4 separate regions of the Mus musculus genome follow, and regions 2, 3 and 4 are each linked to region 1. The links are chromatin contacts, called in public Hi-C and promoter capture Hi-C maps. All regions are on one chromosome and are shown on one strand. The core of a region is the stretch at or near the end of the contact, and the rest is flanking DNA. Distances in the headings are between cores, read along the strand shown.

Region 1 (2,761 bases), core at 153-2,652:
CCTTGCTACAAATTATATACATCTTGTGCATAGGAAAAGTAACTTGCCTTCACAACCATTTCTTCTTATTAATTCATTTAATAACCACTCAAGAGTGCCTGCCCAGCCATTATATTATGAAGACAGACTAGGGTATCACATGGTAGGTGGGCCTTATTTAGTTGGAGGCCTACAAAGTTCTACAGATGCTTTCAAAAGCAGGAGAGATTTAATTTGATAGTTGGAGATGAGCTGGTTGGATCAATGACTTGGTGAAGAGTTAAAGCATTCAGGACTATGTGTTCTGAGGCCGCTCCCTGCACTAAATGGGAATGTTGAAAATGACAAGATTGGAATAGAAAGGTTTTGGAAGTCAGGCTAACCTTTTATTAAATTTGTATTTTTTTGTGGTGGAGATCCAATACAGACCCTTAGCCTTGTCTATGCTAAGCAACCACAGATCTACAGCTTCTTTGTACTAATAAATTTTTCTTTTACTCTAAGGACAATGGAAGCATTAGATAATCATTATCAATGAACCATAGACAGAGACAGGAGTCTAATATTGGGGCTCAGGAGTAATTTTATCAAAGAATTTTCATTCTTGAGTGGACTACAAGGCTCAGTAGGAAATTGTCTTTTCTGCTAAGCTTGTGACTTGAGGTCCACCCCCAGAACCACATAGTAGAAGAATAGGTCTGCAGGTTGCACAGTAAGGCATGTTTATACCACGTCCACAATCATTGAGTGCATGTGAAAATGAAGTATTTTCACTTGGCTTGGTAGCACACATCTTTAAAAGCTTGGGAGGCAGAGGAATCTAGATGGGTCTCTGAGTTCTGGGCCAGGCATGGATTACAAAATGAGAGACTCTGACAAAAGAAAAATTCAACCAAGTATTTGTTTTAGACTTTAAAAGTATATTAAATGATGTGTCATTAAGAATAGGAACAGAGTTGTAAAGAAACTAAAATAAATTGGAAACACAGTAGTTATGTAACATGTAACATTTGGAACCCTTAGTAAACAAGGCTAGCCTAGAGAGTGGAGACTGAGGGCAAGCGCTTTAAACATTCCTAACAACTCTTCAGTTTTCTGGCATCTTTATAACTAGATAGTGGTTTCTTCAAGCATACTGAGAAGATGGGCAGCAGTGGAAGTTTCATCATGTACGTCAAGTACATTACGAATATAGATAAAAGTAGCATGCAAATAACAAGATTCTGTTGATTTCCTTAGAAACGTGCCAGGACTTTGCTTGAGAACGCATCTGAAACCACCGAAAGGTTTTAGGGAACTCCCAAACTAGACCTCCTCGTGGCTTGTCAGCGCATTCCCTCCGCACCGCTAGGGGGCGAGAGTCCGAAAGCCTGCCTACCCACGCAGCCGGGCCGCTCTTGGCGACGCGGTCTCGGTGACGACACTTCCGTCGGGCTTGCCGGGAGTCGCGCGCTGCTGCATCCACGGAGGCGGTGGGCTCGGGCAGTCATGGAGCACTCGGGAACCAGCGAAGGTGGGTGTGGGTTAGGCGGGCCAGCCGGGGTGGAGGGCCGTGCTGGGCACTGGAGCGCCGGGCTGACGGCCGGTCTGTCCTTTGTTTCTTGCTCCAGTGACAGGCGCAGACACGGCGGGACCCGACCCTCAGCTGGCGGTCACCATGGGCTTCACAGGATTCGGTGAGTGACTGCCCGGGGCAGAGCCCAGCCCGACTTCGCCCGGGGCTTGCGAGTAAAGGGTAGGAGAGCTGCCACTTTTGACCGGCGCCTTCCGCCGTGCCAAATCCGAATCGGTCCCATTTAAACTGTTGAGACCAGTTCAGGTGACAGTTGGAAACCTTGACGGAAAGGGATTACTATGGTGACCCAGTCTGAGAAAGACATTTAGTGGCGACCATTAAATAACATTTTGGTGGATATAGCGTTTCTTCCTCTTCAGTCTTAATGTATACCCTGGTCTTGTCACATTATTAGGTGATTTAAAAGAAAAAACAGTCTCAAAAGACATAATCATCTGTTAATAGTATCAGTGCTAGAAAAATCAAATGGAAATTGACCTGTAATTTGTTTTGGGAACAAATGTCTCTCTGATGTACCTAGTTCTCATTCATTCATTGTTTCATTTATTCATCTACTTAGCTTCTTCTAGGTAATTAGTCGATAAAAGGGTAGTTACAGTATTTACTTTTTTTCTTTCTTTTCTCCCTTCTTTTCTTCTTTTTCCTTCCCTCTTCCACCTCCTCTTTTCCTCTTCTTCCTATTCATTCTCCTCTTTTGTTTGTTTGTTTGTTTTTTGTTTTTTTCTAGACAGGTTTTGTGTGTGTGTGTGTGTGTGTGTGTGTGTTTGTGTAACAGTCCTGGCTGTCCTGGATATCACCCTGTAGACCAGGCTGGCATCGAACCCGTAAAGATCTGCTTGCTTCGGTCTCCCGGTTGCCTGGATTAAAGGCTTGAGCTACCACCACCCGGTGGATTTATTTTTTTAAAAGATAAATGTATATATAGTTATATTTCTGAGCGGTTGTTTTGCCTCTATGTCTGTGCACCATTTGCCTGCAGTACCTATGGGGGCCAGAAGAGGTCACTGGGTCCCATGGAACTAGAGTTACAGATGGTTGTGAGCCACCTTGTGGGCCCTGGGAACTAAACATGTCCTTTGCAAGAGCAACAAGTGTTCTTAACTTGTGAATCATCTCTCCAACTCCTGTTTTTGACTTCAGAAAATTAGGAGAATCACGAAGAAAAGGAAGTCAAATCTGTTTTTTTTTTTTTTTAGATCTCCTGGT
Region 2 (2,700 bases), core at 157-2,656, 3.9 Mb before region 1:
TCCCACCCACAAGGGGCCTTTCCCCCTTGATCACTAATTGAGAAAATGCCTTACAGTTGGATCTCATGGAGGCATTTCCTCAACTGAAGCTCCTTTCTCTGTGATAACTCCAGCTGTGTCAAGTTGACACAAAACTAGCCAGTACACCCTTGTTTAGAGCTTCATACACAAAGACTCCTCTCTCACTTTATTTTGATGACGGTGTTGCTCTAGTTGGACTCCCGCATTCAGTAGGGATGCGCTGGGGCACTTCCCTACTACCCTTAGTAGGTAGTAGTTCCATTCAATACAAGGTTTGAATCACTTATTAATTTTTGCAGCTGTTAAATGTGAAGACAACGATCATTTCAACTCTTGAACCTGTTAGGATGATCACTATCTGTCAAATGCTGTATGTAAACCTTTGTGATGAACAGAACTCTGTTTGTTGTTGGCTACAGGAGGAAACCATCCAGTACACATTCTAAGCCACCTGCTTGTGGTTATTTGTGATGGTGGAGTGGATTTCCTCCGCGAGACTTTGGATCCGTGTTTAGACAAAGGTATGGCGATTCAGTATGCCTCCCGGTTTCTGTCTCCAGTACTTAGCTCCTGTATTCTAGGCTGGTAGTGAGGCGGAACACCAAGTCCATGGTAACCTGCAGAGGAGGATGCTGCGGAAAGGGAACACAAAAGGGGCCAGGGAAAAATGTAGCCCCCAAAGGACACATCCTTACTTTTCACCACCTCGTAATAATGCTGTCATATTATGACTATCAGAGCATTAATTCACTGATTAAGGCACAGCTCTCAGGATCCAGGCTCTTCTGAAAAGGTCATCAGTTGAAAACCAGATCCCCAATGAATGAGCCCACAGGGAGATTTTATATTCAAACCACAATTACTTTGGAGCCCCAGAACTCCATTTTAAGAATAAAGGTTTCGTGGCTAAGGACATTTGTAAGATTTCTTTGACTTTCTGAATTAAATAGTGCGCCTCGCAGGCTTGCTTCCTTTGGATTTTAGCAGCATGAGTCAGATCTTAAAGGTAGAAACGGAAAATCATCTGTAGGCAAGTGGGTCAGCACATTGTTTTTTCTCAGAGTAGCTCCCATCATTTCAGTACAGCATTTATAGAGCGGTACCATATACAAGCTATTTGCAAGCGCAAAGCTCCGTGGATCTTGTCATTTATGTTTCATTGACATCTCATTCTCCTTCAGATCAGGCCCAAGCTGCGTGGCATCTCACTGTGGTGCCATCTCCCTCTTTCAGGAGCATTTACTTCAGTATCTGTGGCGGCCCCTTTAAGGCCCTGGAAAGGGCCGGCTGGCGGTTGGGCGGCGAGGCCACGCCCCCTTCACGTGGCCTTCGTGCCATTGGGCGGAGCCAGGGCCTCTAAGCTGCCGTCATTTCCGGCTCTCTGTCAGTCCGGAGTAGGCGAGCGAGCGAGGCAGAGGTTTTTGGTCGGCCGGAGCGGAGCGTGAGTGCGTGGGACCCCGGGCCCATTCCTCGGGGCTGCGGCCAGGCCGACCCCAGGCTACCGCGGCCCCCTTCGCTCTCCTTGCCGGTGGGGAGAAAAACGGCAGCTCGGGGGAAGGGCCTCCGCTCTTGCCCGCGTCCCCGCGGGGCCTCGTGTGGCGGCCGCTCTGGGGAGCCGAGCCGAGGCGGTGGGCGCGGGCAGGCAGGCGAACGGCGGGTGATGGCCGCGCGCCCCTCGGACTGGGTGATGGGGCTCCGGGCGGAGGCGCTAGCGGTCTGCCCTGAGGCTGCGCTCGCCCACCCCTGTCCGGACCACCGTGCTCGGGAAGCCATCCCTTCCCCACCCTCGGGGGACGCTGGCCCCGCGGGGTCGAGGGGCGGGGGGCGCGCTCGGCAAACATGGCTGGGCTCCGGGGCGAGGAGAAAATGGCGCTGGCGCAAGGCCCTCCTCTTGTGCACGCTCTCGACGCCCCACGCCCCCTTCCTGAGGCCGGCAGTAGCCCCAGCCCTCGCCTCGGGGCTTTCGGGAGCTTCCTGGCCGCGACCCCCACGGTGCCACGCGCCGGCTCGCCCTCGAGAGCCTCGCACTCTGGGATGTTTTCAGTATTCCCCAGCCCCGGGCACCGACTGGTCGGTCTATAAACTACGGTCACCCCTTTTAGTTACCTTTTGCTCGAATTACGAAGCCCCCCGCCCCCCGGCCTCCAAGAAACCACCCCAGTAAAGCCTCATTAAAGTTAAAAGTCCAAGTGTAGGGAACGGGGCTGGCTTTAGTTCCCAGTAACAAACATTGTTTTCTTATTGGGTAGATTTAGGTTAGATAATGACGTGGTTCTTTGAAGTAATTTTAGTTCCCCAGACAGCTTTTCGTAATGGGAGATAGATATGGCTGGCTGTTTGCAAGCGAAAGATTTGTTTATGTGCAATTCCCTCTCAAAAAACAGGCTTTGTGTAGTTGTGTGACCGAGCTAGCTTGGGAAACTTGATTTTGGAGGTCGGGTTGTGAAATGGAGCAGTAAGAGGAAAAGCGAAGGGACTGGTTAGGAGCCTTCTCCCTCCTGAGTTTAGGTATTACCTCTAACGGACTGGCCAGTTGTGTAGAGTCGTGGGCAGGATTTGGGTAGCTCACTTTTGCCTTGACCTCCTATTTTGCACATTGAATGCCAGTTTGGTCTTTAGAGAGCTGGGTTATAATTTTTTTGATGTAGGAGGTAGGAATTGATGTATCTTTCTTGAGCA
Region 3 (2,702 bases), core at 168-2,667, 4.1 Mb before region 1:
GCCCACCTGTTTTCCACCTTAGCAAGTGAGAAGTGGGAAGACATTTGGAGGCAGTAAATTTGGTAGAGCATCTACCTGCACACAGACAGATTGCAGAAGCTAGGCATGGTCGTACTACCTTGAGTTCTAGCATTCGGGAGGCAGAGGCAAGCAGAGCTCTGTGACTTCGAGGCCAGACTGCTCTACATAGTGAGTTCCAGCACAGCCAGGCTACATAATCGAGAGACAAACAAACAAAATTGCAAAAGCAGGGAAAAAAAAAACCGCACACAACTTTCACAAATCGAAAATGAGAAGGAGTCTACTAAAAGGTAAGGAACGACTGCTCCAGAAGTCTTCAACATGCTCTAGTTCTGATCTCTTCAATGTCCTCCTCATTCACGGAACTCCAGAACTGGCAGCCTTCCCTGGGGCCGTCCAGGACTCCTTACCTAGACCTAACGTCCTCTAACGTCCTGACTGAAATACCACCTTTGCAAGAATGAAAGGATTCCTTGTCCCCACCATCTTCTAAGTACTATACAATTAATAATCGCATATCGTTGACTGTTTGTTTCTTTTTACATAAGCTCCCAAGGAGCTCGATCTTTGTTCTGTTCACTGATACTTAGCACAAGCTTTCCAGGATCGTACCTGGCACACAGTAGGAGCGCAGAAAGTATTTCCCGAGTGAATGCACTTCTCGACTAGAATTGCAGTTTGGAAGGGGGGAGATGAAATGGGAAGAAGCGGGAGGAGGATGCTCTGGGCAGACACCGAAAGAGGCCAAGGCCGACCCACATACAGCAGCGCGGACGCAAAGCAGTGCACCACCCGCGACAGAGACGAACTCTCAGGACTCGCGGAGAAAAGTCCCGGGCAGAGCACACACACCGGGCTGCGGGCTGCCGGGGGAACCCCGTCGGGTTCCCGACCACGCAAGCTTTCTCTTCCCTTCCCGGATACCTGGGGCGCCGGAGCCGCCGGACCTCCCGGGCTCCGGCTCCCGCCCACAGGCGCGGTGGCGAGCGACAGGGCCCTGCCCCAGCACCTGCCCGGCCTGCCGCAGGGGTCCGGGCCGCGGCCAGCCCGGGAGGCCCCAGAGCGCCCCGCCCGGCACCCCGGCAGGAAGCGCCCCTGCCCCGGCCGCTCCACCCGCCGCCGCGCTCGCCCGGCGCACTCTCACCTCAGGGCGTACGTACGACACGAAGGAGGGCTTGGGCGCCTTGGTGCCGCCGCCACCGCCGACTCCCCCTTTCCCCAGCATCCCGCCGCCTTGCGAAGCAACGAAGCCGAAGCGCGGCGACAGCAGAGGCGGCGGCTCCGGCTCAGGTTCCGGCAGCGGCGGCGGCCACCAGCACCAGCGGCCGGGGCTCCGCCCATCCCTAGGGCCGCGGCGGCGGCAGCAGTACCGCCCGCATCCGGCTCCGCCGCTGACACCGTTCGCTCCGCCCAGGCCACGCGCCCCGCCTAGCGACCGTGGGACACGCCCACCGCCGCTCGCTCTGCTCCGGCTGAGGTCCCGCCCACAGCATGGGACTGGCCACGCCCACCCCTTGTTGGCCGAGGTATTTGCTCTAGCCAATGCGGAGAGCGTTCTCTCCGGGCTTCCCCACGATTGGCTAGCGAGAATGTCGCCATTTGCCCAATGGTCCTGCCGTCGCTAAGTTGTTGCGGGCAAGTCGTTCTACCCATTTTGCTTCTTTTACTGGCCAGCAGCTTTGAAATTCAGCTTGCTGAACAGAATGCCTCCGCAGAAGCTTCAAAACCACACCGACGACGTTCAGACTTTAGACGAATGAAGAGAGACAGAGCGGATAGGAACTGACTAAAGTGACGTAAAATGTTGTGTTCAACTTCAAACTTCTTTTGTTTGTCGCTTGGTTTCTAACTGGTAAGATATCAAAAGCCCTTAAGACTTATCTGCTCTCCCAAGTTATCGACAAACCTCTCATATTAAGCCAAGATAGCAAATAAAACACACACACACACACACACACACACACACACACTATTCATTTCTATTCATTTGAATTCCACCTTTGGGGCACTTGCCTCGCGTGAGCAAGACCAAATTGAATTCTCCCTGTGGAGCATTGTGTTAGAAGAATAAGATACGATGCAGCTCACCCGAAGTTGTTCCATCTACTGTGAAAAGCCAATAAACATTTGCAGTTAATTTTTCAAGTGTCAGGCACCTTGCTATGCCTTAGTCTGACCAACTGCACCACCCCCTTGTATTTCTTTTAAAATTCCCAACTAAGTACTACAAGTGACACGGAAGGGTGGTTAGTGCACACCTGCTATTCCAGCACCTGGAAGGCCAGACAGAAAGATAGTGAATTTGTGGCCAGCTCGGACTACTTAGGAAGTCCCCAGGCAACCTAGATCACAAATAAGACCTTCCTCTCAAAACCTAGCAATTAACTGTGCTTTTCCACGTTGGTTCCCAGGAAGGAGAGGTGACCTCTCTGATTCCGATATGCCAGACAGATTCTGTTGCTTTTGTTTCCAGGATCTGACCCAACCCATAAACAGAAATGCTGGCTTTTGATAGAAATTCACCAAGCAAATGTCCCTTTCTGCCGGCCGTCAAGCTAACGTTAAGTGTTACTAGATCACCCTGATCTTTAACATCTGCTGAAGGTCAAGCCCTGTTGTAATACGACTCTGAAAACTTGACACTGTCTCTGGGTCTGTACACTTCCCAGGAATGGGAGCCA
Region 4 (2,700 bases), core at 7-2,506, 3.3 Mb before region 1:
AGGATTGTTTTAGCCATCGTGATTTTGTGGTGTGTGTGTGTGTGTGTGTGTGTGTGTGTGTATCTAAAACTTAACATTCTACGTTCTGTAAAGAATTGTGTTGGAAGTTTGGTGGCAATTGCTTTGACTTTGTAGATTGCCTGTGGTAGAATGGTAGAATGGCCATTTTTACTGTATTTATCTATGAACATGGGGGGATTTTTATGTTTTCTGAAATTTTCTCAATTTCTTTCTTCATTGTCTTAAAGTTTTTCTTGTACAATCTTTCACTTGTCTTGTTTGAGTTACTCCAAGATAGTTCATGTTTTTTGAGGCCGTTGTGAAATGTATTGTTTCCCTGGACAATATGTTCCTTGGAAATGGGAACCTGCTCCTTGAAGAGTCACCCAGGAGGCATTTGTCACATTCAAGTGGATCTCAGCGAGTTCCAGGACAGCCGGGCTATACATACAGTGAGACCCTGTCTCAATTCTACTCGGCTGGTGTGTGTGTGTGTGTGTAGGTTGGTGGTGGTGTGGACATTGGGTGGACATGGTTGCAAACGCCTGTAATCCTCTAATTTGGGTGGCTATTGCAGAAGGCTCCCAGATTAGCCAGATCTAAATTGCAAGTTCGAGGCTATCCCTGGCTGCACAGTGAAGCAAAGAAAAAACACAGAACAACCCAAAAACTGGCAGCTGCTATTAGGATAAGCAGGCCAACTAGAACTTTCTGCTAAGCATTTTGCTTAAGTAGTAAAAATCTAATCTCGAGCTCCCGTGATATCAATGACTTTTGTGTGGAGTTTATTCCTTCAAGTAAAAAGTTAATTTTATCTCTGTGCCGTCTATGGGAAAACTCCGTGAGACACTGAGAAAGCTTTGATCAATGGCGCTTGTCCCTCAAACAGCAAATCGGTCCTATTCTCATGAGGAAGGCTGAGTCATCGCTTCAGATTATCAGCCAACGTTCCAGGTAGAGCGCATCTGAGATAAACCAGAGCGCCAGAGACCATATCCAGCAATTCCGGGAAACTCAGTCCAAGCAGCTCAAGTTCACTACGGTGGCCGCTAAGGCCATGCAAGCTACAGTCAGAAGGGGAAGAGTGCGCTTGCGCGCCTCACTACACAGTCTGGAACTAATGGGATTTCTTGAAGGGTTCGTCATTCTCGGCTATTCTATTGGCCAAGGAAAGGGAGGACCCGCCTCTCCGCGTAGCCCATTGGCCTCGTGTCCAGGTAGGGCGGGGCCAGGAGTCCCGTTGCATCAGCTGGTTAGCTGGTTCCGCCTGTGGCCACGTGGCGCACGCGCAGTGCGGAATTGTAGGTCTACACCGCCGGCTTGGGGTCTTCTCTGCGGTGCAGCTCACGGGTTTTGTCTCTCTGTGGTCCTTCCATGTCGCAGGAGAAGGCTAGCAGCCCTTCGGGGAAGATGGACGGCGAGAAGCCGGTGAGCAGGCGCCGTGGGGTGCAGAGAGCGGATGTGTTCTGGGAGCCGGCACTGCCCGGCGGGGCAGGAGTGGAAAGTAGCAGGGAGCAGTCGGTATTGGGGGCCCTGGGTAATAAGTTAGGAACTCTTGCTGGCAGGGTCTGGGGGGTGGGGGGGCATCTTCATCCTAGAGATCTGTGAATTGAGACTGAGTGGTTTGCTCAGATAGTAAGCATTTGGGGCTTAGACTCCCGCGCTTGTATTTTTTCACTAAAATAAGCGGGAAGAACATTTGAAGAACTTTTTAAAATCCTAAACTGCGTGGAGCAAAAAGCTCTAGTTAGGAAGGAAAAGCCAGTCCCCGCGATCAGATCCAGTTTGCCCAAGATTGGGTGCTAAATAAGGCTGGATGCCCCCATTGACAGACTGTTTTGAAATTAAAGCCTCTGTCTGCCAGGTGCTGGAAGCGACCTAAATAACTTCACACACATCCCCTTTAAACTTTGCTTTGGGCTGTCACCCACTGGTTAGGAACAGCATTTGTACACTGGCGTGTTTTCTGCCCCACCCCTCTTTTACAGCCAACTGTGCCTGTGTCCCCTGTGTATTTATTTGCCCTGGCACTTAGTCAGGCAGTCCAGGTGGCTACACAAGTTAAGATCGATTCCTGACTTTGGGGGCTCCCCAAATGTGCAGGACTGGAAAATCGTACTTCTCTGATTAGCTTGGTTGAGTTATAGAGAAGCACAGTCAGACTGTTTTATTGGGTTTGGAAAAATGAGGTCAGGTAAATCAGGCAGGGCAGGGCTGTCCAGGTTCAGGGGATGAATTGTGCCCCGGCTGTACAGGGAGAGACGGGAGGGAAGTGCAGCGATTGAGGCTATCAGTATTCTCTACGTGCAGGAGTTTTGTAGGGAGGTGCTATGTATGTATTGTATTGTCAAAAAGTGACATGGCATGGGGGTTTAAGGAACATTGGAAAGGGGTGAGGCCATATGACAGATTGTCTAGGTAACCATTGCTGACGGTTGCTAGGGTCTTCATCAAGAGGAGTTTCCATCCTGATAGGGCAAATCACTAAAATGCTTGTGTATGCGCTTTAAGCTACAGATTTAAGGCGATGAATGACAGGTATACATGGATAGATTTTGTTCCTATTTCCTTATGTTTTTAAGGTGTTTTATGGTTTTATAACTTGGTTACCCCTTTGCCTCCTTCCCTGCTGTCTTTTTTTAAATATTTTTTTTATTTAGATTTATTTATTTATCATATGTAAGTGCACTGTAGCTGTCT

The links. Promoter capture Hi-C pulls out the DNA fragments that hold promoters and counts their contacts. A called contact is a pair of places that touch in the nucleus more often than the background predicts.
Region 2: a promoter capture Hi-C map of pre-B cells shows a contact between it and region 1. The contact joins the promoter of Sub1 here to the promoter of Wdr70 in region 1. A contact is called at or near these places in 1 of 39 promoter capture datasets (pre-B cells) and 1 of 484 Hi-C or Micro-C datasets (B cells).
Region 3: a contact with region 1 is called in a promoter capture Hi-C map of pre-B cells. The contact joins the promoter of Mtmr12 here to the promoter of Wdr70 in region 1. A contact is called at or near these places in 1 of 39 promoter capture datasets (pre-B cells) and 2 of 484 Hi-C or Micro-C datasets (B cells and CD8 T cells).
Region 4: a contact with region 1 is called in a Hi-C map of pre-B cells, with 4 times the contacts expected there. The contact joins the promoter of Tars here to the promoter of Wdr70 in region 1. A contact is called at or near these places in 1 of 39 promoter capture datasets (pre-B cells) and 3 of 484 Hi-C or Micro-C datasets (B cells, CD4 T cells and pre-B cells).

What each region holds. Positions count from the first base shown.
Region 1 is chr15:8,097,850-8,100,610 of GRCm38.p6, reverse strand. It overlaps Wdr70 (WD repeat domain 70), which reads left to right and starts at 1,402. Exons shown (of 18, transcript NM_001081402.1): 1 at 1,402-1,492; 2 at 1,590-1,655. The coding sequence starts at 1,468.
Region 2 is chr15:11,994,713-11,997,412 of GRCm38.p6, reverse strand. Sub1 (SUB1 homolog, transcriptional regulator) reads left to right here and starts at 1,406. Exons shown (of 5, transcript NM_011294.3): 1 at 1,406-1,462.
Region 3 is chr15:12,203,743-12,206,444 of GRCm38.p6, reverse strand. Mtmr12 (myotubularin related protein 12) reads right to left here and starts at 1,417. Exons shown (of 16, transcript NM_172958.4): 1 at 1,166-1,417. The coding sequence starts at 1,246.
Region 4 is chr15:11,398,214-11,400,913 of GRCm38.p6, reverse strand. It overlaps Tars (threonyl-tRNA synthetase), which reads left to right and starts at 1,256. Exons shown (of 19, transcript NM_033074.3): 1 at 1,256-1,428. The coding sequence starts at 1,375.